2 separate regions of the Rattus norvegicus genome follow, and region 1 is linked to region 2. A link is a contact called in public Hi-C data. All regions are on one chromosome and are shown on one strand. The core of a region is the stretch at or near the end of the contact, and the rest is flanking DNA. Distances in the headings are between cores, read along the strand shown. Region 1 holds the start of Gls2 (glutaminase 2). Region 2 overlaps Rbms2 (RNA binding motif, single stranded interacting protein 2).

Region 1 (5,290 bases), core at 2,629-5,128, 37 kb after region 2:
GGGGCTACTTCTAGAGGCAAGTCTTTGCCCGGTCAGCTCCCATTTAAAGGGAAAAATGCAATGAAGTAGACACTACTGGGTATGTGAAAAGCTAACTGAAAGAAACTGGTTTGTAGAGGAAGCAAATTACTTCTGGGTAATAATTTGAAATCCTCTAACCTGTGGCATTTTTCTCTTGAACAGATCTAAAAGCTTCAGAGAAAGAACAATTTTCCCATGAAACAAGTATATGCCTTTGCATACTTAAGAAACCCCTATTAGGGTTGGAAAGATGGTCCAGTGCATAAGGTTCTGGCCACACAAACTTAAGGAACTGAGTTCAAATCCCCAACACCCACATAAAAAAAACTGGGAATCTGTAACTCCAGTGTCACGGTGAGGTGCTGCTGTCCGTTCAGTCTAGCCAAATCTGCTAGGCCCAGGTTCACTGTGAGATCCTCACTCAAAAAATAAGATGGGGGTGGTGGTAGCTGGAGAGATGGCTCAGCAGTTAAGAACATTTGCTGCTCTTGCAGAGGACCCAAATTCAGTTCCCGGCGCCGATAAGGCAACTCACAATCATCTGTAACTCTGGCCACCTCTCTGGTCTCCAGAGGCCCCAGATACACACACACACACACACACACACACACCACTGTAGAAATAAGGGGAAAGCCAGGCCTGGTGGCACCAGCATTTAGGAGGCACAGGAAGGTGGATCTCTGTGAGTTCCAGGCCAGCGTAACTCAATGAGACCCTGTCTCAAAAACAAAACAAAAACTTTTTTTTAAAAGATTTATTTATTTTCTGTATGTGAGTACACTATCTCTGTCTTCAGACACACCAGAAGAGGGCATCAGATCCCATTACAGATGGTTGTGAGTCACCATGTGGTTGCTGGGAATTGAACTCATGACTCTGGAAGAGAGTAGTCAGTGCTCTTAACCGCTGAGCCATCTTTCCAGCCCCAAAACAAAAGCTTTTTAAAAACGGACTAAGTAGAGATCCACTGAGAAAGATATCTGTTCTCCATGTGTGCACAAGCACTCTCTGTCTTTCTTTCTCACACATACACACACAACAAATGATGAACGAATATTGAGTTTTTTTTAAAGATTTATTTATTTTATGTATATGAGCATGCTGTTGCTGACACACCAGAAGAGGGCATTAGATCCAAATACAGATGGTTGCGAGCCACCATGTGGTGCTGGGAATTGAACTCATGACTCTGGAAGAGAGTAGTCAGTGCTCTTAACCACTGAGCTATCTCTCCAGTCCCTTGAGGGACTTTTTTTTTTTTTTAAGATTTATTTTTATTTATTATCTATAAGTAGCTGTCTTCAGACACACCAGAAGAGGGCATCAGATACCATTACAGGTGGTTGTGAGCCACCATGTGGTTGCTGGGATTTGAACTCAAGATCTTTGAAAGAACAGTCAAAGTCTTAACAGTCCTAACCACTGAGCCATCTCTCCAGCTCCCCTTGATTGAATTGAATTCTTAATTGAATCAGGCATGGTGTCCCAGATGTGTGTGATCTCAGCCACTCAGGACACAGAGGCAGAAGGCAGCCAATTTGAGCCCAGCAATATATATAACTAGTCCCCATCTCATAAACCAAAAACATGGATGGGAATGCAGAGCTGGAATAGTGCTTACCGAGCATGCAAGACTCCTTTGGTTCAGTCCCTCACCTGGAATGAAGCTGGGGAAGGCAATTTAGGTCTATAATCCCTGCACTTGAAGTAGAAGCAGAAGGGTCAGAGGTTCAAGGGTATCCTTGGATAGCAAGTAAAAGGGCACTCCAGGAGACACCCTATCTGAAAAGCCAGGAGTGAGCCAGGCAGCAAACTGCAGTCTGTGAATTAGAGGAAGTTCTTTGGATAAGAGAGCAGATAAGCCATAGAGGGGACAGAAGGAAAAACAAACAGAAGGTTCACCTGGTTTCAAACTAAACACACCCTCCAAAGTGGTTCTATGTATACACAGAAGCGAGGTTTCGATGTTTACTTTCCCATGGTTACATTTTGTTTGTGGCAAGGTCTCCTTGCATAGCCTCACTCTCACTGAGCTTGCACACCTATCCTGCTGCCTGAGCTTCTCAGAGGTTGGGATCTACAAGGAGTGTATGGCCACCACTCCTGGCCAGTATCTTGGTCATTTAAATTCAAAAGTTAAATGAAATGTCTTGTAAGGTAGCCTGGGCACCTCAGGAGACAGTTCGCAGTACTCTCTCAGAGAACACCTAATTTAGTTGTCAATTTTGGAAGAGGCTGCGTGGAGGCAAAGCTTGTCATCGGAGATTTCTGTCTAATTTCTAGTTCTGGGTTATCTTACCCAAGTAATCTTAACTTTCTTTTAAATAGAAGTTTAAAGAACCATTTATTTATCTGGGGGGTGGGGGTCATGAGAGCCATCTTCTGAGTAGTCGTCAGGCTTGGGAACAAGCACCTTTACCCAACAAGGCTTCTGGGTTCCTATTTGGTTTCCTTTTTTCAGAACAAACCTAGTAAAACCGCTTCATAGGCCACTGCTAGAGAGATAAACTAACTGGTTAGCGGATCACACACACTCAATAAAATTCCTACTAAGCCAAGGTGCTGCGAGGGGTCATGTGAGTGAAAGCTCTTGCCACCCACGCTGGTCTCTCTGGCCTTGGACTCTTGCAGATGACCTTGAACTACTGACCGGCCTGTCTCCAGATCCCTGGTGCTTAGACTGCAGGAGTGATGACAACCACACCTTTAATTCTCCTAATTTTTGTGCATTTTGTCCGCCCAGGAGAACGATTGGGATGAGTGATCAAAACAGACCACAGACCAGGATCGGGTGGCACTCAACTTTAGAATTGTTTCTTTATTTTATGTTTATGAGTACGCTGTAGCTGTCTTCAGACTCAGGACCTCTGGAAGAGCAGTCAGTACTCTTAACCACTGAGCCATCTCTCCAGCCTCGGCACACAACTTTAATCCCAGCTCTCTGGAGCCTGGAGTAGGCGGATCTGTGAGCTTGAGGTCAGGCTGGTCTACCTAGTGAGTTCCAGTAGATACGGGAGCCCGGTCTTCATACATACATACACACATACATACATACATACATACATACATACATACATACATACACACACACACATACATATTGGGGGAGCACTTACATGTTTTGTGTTTCTTTGCTTTTTTTTGTCGTATGTGTATGTGTGCGCGTGTGCGCGCGTGTGTGGTGTGTGTTGCACACACCTGTAATCCCAGCATTTGAGAAGGCCCGAGGTCAACACGGGCTACAAACTGCTACGGCAGCAAGGGCTATAATCCCAAAACCCTGTCTCTGAAACGACAATTTAAAAAAAGGTTTCGAGTTCACCATCTTATTTCAATGCGTGAACTTTAGAGAGAGAACTTTAGGAAGAGACTCTAAGTCCACCGCAGCCACCAAATGACCTATAAGAATCTGGGCTGCGTGACGCCCAGCTTTAAAGTGCGGCGAGCTGTTTCCGGATGTCCACTCACCGCCAGCGCGCGTCTGTAACTGTTTGGGAAGCCTGGAAGTGCGCACCGGCCACGCCGGGCCTTCGAACCTCGAAGGTCATTACCTGGCTCCAGCATCCCGCTCGCTCTCATCTTTCTCTCCCGAGTAGCATTTTCATCTGCACCAGAGCGCATCGTCCCCAGCCCTGACGCGTTTCCACGAACTCAGACTGCGCACAGGCTGATTCTGTCCCAGCCACAGAGCTGACGCGCGGGTGTCCTGACTGTCCCAGCCTCCCGCGCCTTTTCCCGCCTCCCGGCGTTCCTCCTCCTCAGTGATTGGACGCGGTCCCTGTCCATTTGATTCCTGACCACGCCCACTCCCCGCCCAGCCGCCCCTATCCTTGCCTCCTTCGAACCCCGGAGCCTCCGTGTTAGAGGCTGTGAAGGGGCTATGAGTGCACCTGCGGGGTCGAAGTCGCCCCGGACTGGCCCCTCCCCGGACTCCAACCCCTCCCACCCGGCCGGCCCTCCCCACTGCGGGTTCCGCTGGCCGGGGGACTGTTCCCGGGGCTCCTAGTCTCGGCCGCCACTCTTCCGCCCCTCCCTCCTCGCCGCCGCTCGCACGTCTGCAGCTCCCGGGCCGAGCGGGCGGCGCGCTGGGGGCATGCGCTCCATGAGGGCTCTGCAGAACGCGCTGAGCCGCGCGGGCAGCCACGGCCAGAGGGGAGGCTGGGGTCACCCGAGCCGGGGCCCGCTCCTGGGCGGGGGTGTCCGGTACTACTTCGGTGAGGCCGCGGCGCAGGGCAGGGGGACGCCGCACAGCCACCAGCCGCAGCACTCGGACCAGTAAGGCTCGCGGGACAGGGGCAGGGGACAGACTGGCTCCCACTCCCACTGTCGTTCTCGCTAGCTCTCTGGGAGTCCCCTTTCCCAGAGAGCGAGCGCATCTCATCTCCTCTCCGCGCTTACTAGCCCTGCGATGCCTTTTCCTTTAGATGTGGGGCTTTGGGTCCGCCGCGCTCGGGCGGTCAGGTGCTGTCCGCCCGGGAGGGCGTTTGGGCAGGTCGGTCTTCGAGATGATGCCTGTCCAAGGTGCGTACTTATTTGGGGACGCAGATGGGCGCGGAGTGTTGCTTGGTGCACGTGTCTGTTTGCAAGGACGAGTGCACACCTGCCCATCCCCAGCCTCTCTTCTCTGGTCCTGGTATTTTAGGGAATATTGCGGATATGGAACAGCGTCCTGCCCCAGGTCCAAGTGCGCTTGGGCGGTGTTTCTTGTTTTTGCGTGTCGTCAGTGGGTAATGTGTGGTGTGCGTCATCGCTGATGCGCGCGTATGTGCGTATGTGTCCAGAGTGTTTTTGTAGCAGAGCTTAACCGTGGAATATCTTACGTGCAGGTGAAACACCGAGATCAACTTTCCAACTTGGTCCTGGGATATGTTTATTATTCATAAATGAAAAAATCATGAGGCAATTTTTTTAAGTTGGATTTATTTTTATGCATATGAGTGCTCTGTCTGCATGTACACCTGCATGCCAGAAAAGGGAATCAGATCCCATTAGAGATGGTTGTGAGCCATCATGTGGTGGTGGCAGGGGAATTGAACTCAAGGCCTCTGGAAGAGGAGCCAGTGCTTTTTTTTTTTTTTTTTTTTTTTTGGTTCTTTTTTTCGGAGCTGGGGACCGAACCCAGGGCCTTGCGCTTCCTAGGTAAGCGCTCTACCACTGAGCTAAATCCCCAGCCCCGGAGCCAGTGCTCTTAACCACTGAGCCATCTCTCCAGCCCCATGAGACAGTTTCTAAACCAGTCAGAGCTATTCTGTTGCTCAGTCTCCCTGAA
Region 2 (5,227 bases), core at 1,643-4,142:
TTACATAGAGGATTAGAAACTTCTCCCTGTACACCTTCCCACCCAGGAAGACCCTTGACCCACAGGGAGCAGAACACACTCAGGGCAAGGGAGGCCACAGTCTCCTGCCAGCATCCTCAGCAGCAGCTCTCTCTCCTCACCAATGAGTCTAAACAGCCTATAGGTCTTTAGGCCCCAAACCTCCCAGCTCCTCCCAGCGCCGACTGCCCGGACTCCCAGAGGACAGCTGTTCTCTCTCACCTTTGCACTTGTTTGTGGTCTTGTCCAGGATGGCCTTGGTGGAGACAATCTTGCCATACCTAAGGGAAAGGGAAAACCTCAAGGTGACGATCAGGACAGGCATTATAAACTGCACAAGGAAGAGGTGGCGCACGCCCTTGAACCCAGCAGCACTCAGCAGGCAGAGGCAGGGGGATTTCTGTGACTCAAGAGGCCAGCCTGCTCTACAGAGCGAGTTCCAGGACAGCCAGGACAAAGACTGAGACATTTAGCTTACTCTCTCTCTGCTCCTAGTGGCACAAGTCTTTCTACTCATTATATGGAAACAAAGTAAAAACCATTTGCACAGTAAGTGGTGCACACACTTTTGACCCAGTGCTCAGAAGAGGCAGGGGGATGTCTGAGTTAGAGGCCAGCCTGGTCTGTATAATGAGTTCTAGGACAATAAGGCCTATAAACCTTTGTCTAAAAACAAACAAAGCAAACAAAACAAAAAAACACTGTTAATTTTCATCCCTGCAACAAAATGCCTCAAATACACACTTTTTATTTTGGCTCACGATCTCAGTTCCGGGTTTCACTCCAGCGCTGCAGTGAGGACGAAGTTCAGCTCACAGCATGGGGAAGGGAAGGGAGGGAGAAAATAAACATCTGTTGTCCATTCTCTCCCCACCTATATTCACGGAGGATTTCCCTGCTTCCTGTTATTGACCCTGGCATGCCCAGATGTGTACCAATAATCTCAGAGGCTAGTGTGCTTTTCATTGGAAATGTCCCCATACTACCTGTGACTGAGGACTGGTCCCCAGCTGCTGACACTGTTTTAAGGGGTAGAACCTCACTGAAGTGAATGGGTCACAGGTATTTTACAGCCTAGCCCGCCCCAGCTGCCCTTTGCTTTGCTGACGTCAGTGTGACCATCCACACTCTTGCCACGGATCCTACCCACCATGATGGTCTGTTCCCCTCACACTGTGGCTAACATAAACCCTTCTTCACTAAAATTGTTGTTTGACAGGGTGTGGCCCTCACAAAGGGAAAAGTCGCTACAGCACTTTCAGTCTAACTTCATCAATAAGGTCAGCTGTCACAGTGTCCTTATTATAACCCTAACCCCACAAGGCACCACAAGAGTGACCACAGCTCTCACAGTACCACACATCTGTCCCCAAAGACACTCTTGGGGACAGCAGCTTGGCCACACCCACATAAAGCACGTGCCTAAAGGCGGGGCTCCAGTGAAGTTCCTAGAGGAACAAAGAAATAATTCTTTCCTTTTCCCTTTCTTCTCTTCTCTTCTCTTTTTCCTTCAGTTTGTCAAGACAGGGTTCCTGTGTGGATCTCTGGCTGCCCTAAAACTCACTTTGTAGACCAGGCTAGCCTCAAACTCCCAAAGATTCACCTGCCTCTGCCTCCGGAGTGCTGGGATCAAAGGCGTGCACCACTACCGTCCACCTAGCAGAAATAATTCTTGATTCTACTTTTCTTTTAGACAAACATCATTCATTCTATTAAAAATAATAAAAATAGGGGGTTGGGGATTTAGCTCAGCAGTAGAGCGCTTGCCTAGCATGCGCAAGGCCCTGGGTTCGGTCCCCAGCTCTGAAAAAAAAATAAAAATAAAAATAAATCTAAAGAGATTTAGAGACTAAGCAAGTAAGAACACTAGGACCTGGTGGCTCCTAACTGTCTGCGGGCACCATGCATGCACATGGTGCATAGACATACATGCAGGCAAAACATCCACACAATAAATAATACAATTTTAAAAATGAGCATTTTAAAAATAATAAACGTGCCTCCTCTGATTCCCTACTCCCAACATTCTACTGATCCCTTACCTGGAGGCCAGCCTGATCCTGATGTCTTTGTCTCAAATCCTAACTCTGCTACTTTCTAGTACAACTGATCTCAGACAAGTCCTGTGACCTCCTGTGTCCAAACCTCACCAACATTTCAGTGCTAACTAATAACTCCTCGTGCTCTTTGACCTGGTTTTTCCATCTTGTTGCCTTTATGAATGAGTTAAATTAGTCTGTGATGTGTTTTCACTCTGTACTTTATGAGGTTTGTGTTTTCCAGCTTTTTGGAAAACCCTGTTGGCAGCAGGGGCCTGCACAGCTGGCGGAGCTCTAGTGGTGAAGGAGTGCAGATCTTGGGTTACATCAGAAGCATCCTAGTAGGAAAAACCAGCTACATTGTATTCTAGGAGTGTGAAAATGTCAGAGACAGAGCAGTAACCCTGAACAAAGTCAGAAATTCAAGGGCTGAAGAGAAACTGTTGGCAGAAACTAAATGTGAGATTAACTCTCCAAACAAGCATTTAAAAAAAAAAAAATCTATCCTCTTATCCTAAAAAACATGGATGATTGATTAGTTTGTTTTTAACCCCTGGCTTCCACCTCACTCCTGTCCTTTTTCAGTGGAGCTTCTGGGACCCAAAGATTAGGCAAAATAAGCTGGGGGTGCCCTGGAGGTCGAGGAAAGAGCATATTACAAGGAGGTGGGGACCAGTGGTCCTTGGATTTTTTTAGGCAAAGAATCATAATTAGTGACTGTTGGCCAGAGGACACTCAAGCTGCTATCCCCATCAAGGCCCCAGGGTGGAGCCTGCTGTGGCCCAGCGGCCTAAAACTTTGAGCTAGAGTTTCCACTGCAGCTGGTAACAGCTGGCTCAGAGCTGCTTCCTGCTCCACAGAAGGAGCCCTTCAAGAGAACCAGAAGTTCCAGTCCCAGGCCACACCTCTCCTTCCGGCCCACCAGAGTTTGGGATCCAGCAACCCGGGAAGAGATCCCTGGGACACAGGCAGGAAGTCTTTCTGAGCAGGAGAAACCCGCCCTTCTTAGAGAGGCGGGGCCCTCCTCCCCGCCCTCAGGATCCACCCAACTCATCTCCCTTCTTCCTGCACTTATTCCTACATTTTTATTTAACTGATTTGTTTCTTCCTTTTTTTATTTCATTTCATTTCTGAGATAGGATTTCCTGTGTAGTCCTAGCTGCTCGGGAAATCGATCTGTAAACCAGGCTGGCCTGGAACTCAGAAATCTACCTGTCTTCTCTGCCTCCCAAGTGCTGGGATTGAAGTTGTGCACAACCATAGCTCCGCTTGTTTGATTTATTTTTACACAGGCACGAACGCACACACAGGCACACACACATGCACATGCACACACACAGAGGCAGGCACACACACCAGGAGGTAAGTTTCCAGCATACTGCTTGCATTACTAGTGGCCATAAACTGGTAACAATCCCAATACTTTCAACAACAAACTAGACGACTCTACAAATAAACAAGAAAGATAGTATGGGGCTGGAGAGATGGCTCAGCAGTCAGGAGCACTCACTGGCTGCTCTTCCACAGGACTCGGATTCAATTCCCAGCATCCACATTTAGTGGTTTGCACCTGCTTGTAACTCCAGTTCCAGAGCATCAGATGCCTGCTGGTTTCAGATACACATAAACTCACACAAGCACATAAACATGCAGGTAAATAAAATGGATACAAATTAAAATGAATAAAATATTATATAGCCAGGCATGGTGGAAAATGCCTTTAACCCCAGAGGTAGACACAGGAAGATAAAGAGTTCTAGTCCAACCTGGACTACATGATACCCTGTTTAAAAAAAAAAAAAATACGGGGCTGGGGATTTAGCTCAGTGGTAGAGCGCTTGCCTAGGAAGCGCAAGGCCCTGGGTTCAGTCCCCAGCTCCAAAAAAAAGAACCAAAAAAAAAAAAAAAAAAAAAGCATTCATCCCATGGAGATTAAGTGAATATTTCTGTGGGTCCATGTTAATTGTCAACTTGACAGAGTCTGAGGTCACCTGGGAGATAGGCACCTAGCATGCTGTGAGGGCCTTAACCACTGTGGGATCCAGGATGACATAAATGCAGAAAGGGAGCTGACTAGCCGCAAGCAGCCATTTTCCTTTCTTCCTGGTCGTGGGTGTGATGTGACATCTGCCTCAAGCTCCTTCACCTGAACTCCCTAGCATAATGGACTGAAGGTCACAGTCTGAGCCCAAAGACATCCTTTCTTCCTTATGTTGATCTCGTTTGAGACCAGCCTAGGATCCACGAGACACTGTCTCAACACAACAAAGCGGAAAAAACAAACCCAAAGCCCCGCACGTGGGCGTCCCGGGATGCGCCGAGACCTCGGGGCAGAAGCATGGTACTGCAAGTCATGCTAAGAGTATGTGGCAAGAAGCCAGTGACTGGGCTCTGTGCCACCCTGCAAGCCTCTGTACTAGGATTTGCTACTTACGGCTGACAGAGCTTGACCAGGTCCTGGTCAGTAGTGCTTGGCTGCAGTCCTCGGATATACAGGTTGGTTTTGCTCAGCTGGTCGTTCCCACCGCTCCCGCTGCTGCTGTTAGGGGTGCCGTTCCTTGGACTCGGAGGTGCCATTTGCTGAGCCACATACAGCTGCAAGGAGACATGAAGGTACAAGGTCAGAAAGATAGTGCGTTTACATGCTGCAGACTGAGGAAGGCTGGAAACAGACCAAAACACAGCAAGGGGAACAAAACAGTTAAACAGAAGTGTAAGGTAGGCCATCTTGCTGGCTCAGCACGTCAAGTGCATACCACCGAATGTCATCAGCAGAGTTTGATGCATACTGGAGTAAAGAACAGACTCCTAGGAGTTGTCCTCTGACCTCCACATGTGCACTGTGCATGCCCCCTGACACGCACATGAGCACACACTTGTGTGCACAAATGCGCACAATAAATATATAAAATATACTATACTAATTATTTAGACAGGCAGTGGTGGTTCTTTTAATACCACCTCTAATCCTAGTACTTGTAAGGCAGAAGGAATTGGATCTCTGTGGGTTTGAAGCCAGCCTGACCTACAGAGAGAATTCCAGGACAGCCAGGCATACACAAAGAAACCCTGTACCTGTTTTGAAAAAAAAAAATTAAAATAACTATAAAAACCATAAGAAGTCTTCTACTATAAAAGAATAGACTAGATAGCGATAGCTATCTTACCTA

Evidence for each region. A called contact is a pair of places that touch in the nucleus more often than the background predicts.
Region 1: a contact with region 2 is called in a Hi-C map of Schwann cells, with 5 times the contacts expected there. The contact joins the promoter of Gls2 here to the enhancer-like site in region 2. A contact is called at or near these places in 11 of 12 Hi-C or Micro-C datasets (the A7r5 cell line, the Rat2 cell line, Schwann cells and 6 more) and 1 of 1 datasets of contacts at active chromatin or transcription factors (oligodendrocytes).

What each region holds. Positions count from the first base shown.
Region 1 is chr7:1,198,001-1,203,290 of GRCr8, forward strand. It overlaps Gls2 (glutaminase 2), which reads left to right and starts at 3,879. Exons shown (of 18, transcript NM_001270786.1): 1 at 3,879-4,296. The coding sequence starts at 4,115. It also overlaps a transcript of Rbms2 not described here.
Region 2 is chr7:1,161,514-1,166,740 of GRCr8, forward strand. It overlaps Rbms2 (RNA binding motif, single stranded interacting protein 2), which reads right to left. Exons shown (of 12, transcript NM_001025403.1): 2 at 4,492-4,652; 3 at 241-299. Among named protein-coding and RNA genes, the nearest start is that of Rbms2, 21 kb to the right of the region's middle. Within about 2 kb of position 2,893, at least 37 of the 93 cell types and tissues checked have an H3K27ac peak or open chromatin away from gene starts, as enhancers often do. A contact at or near this core is called in Schwann cells and kidney, where this site is marked.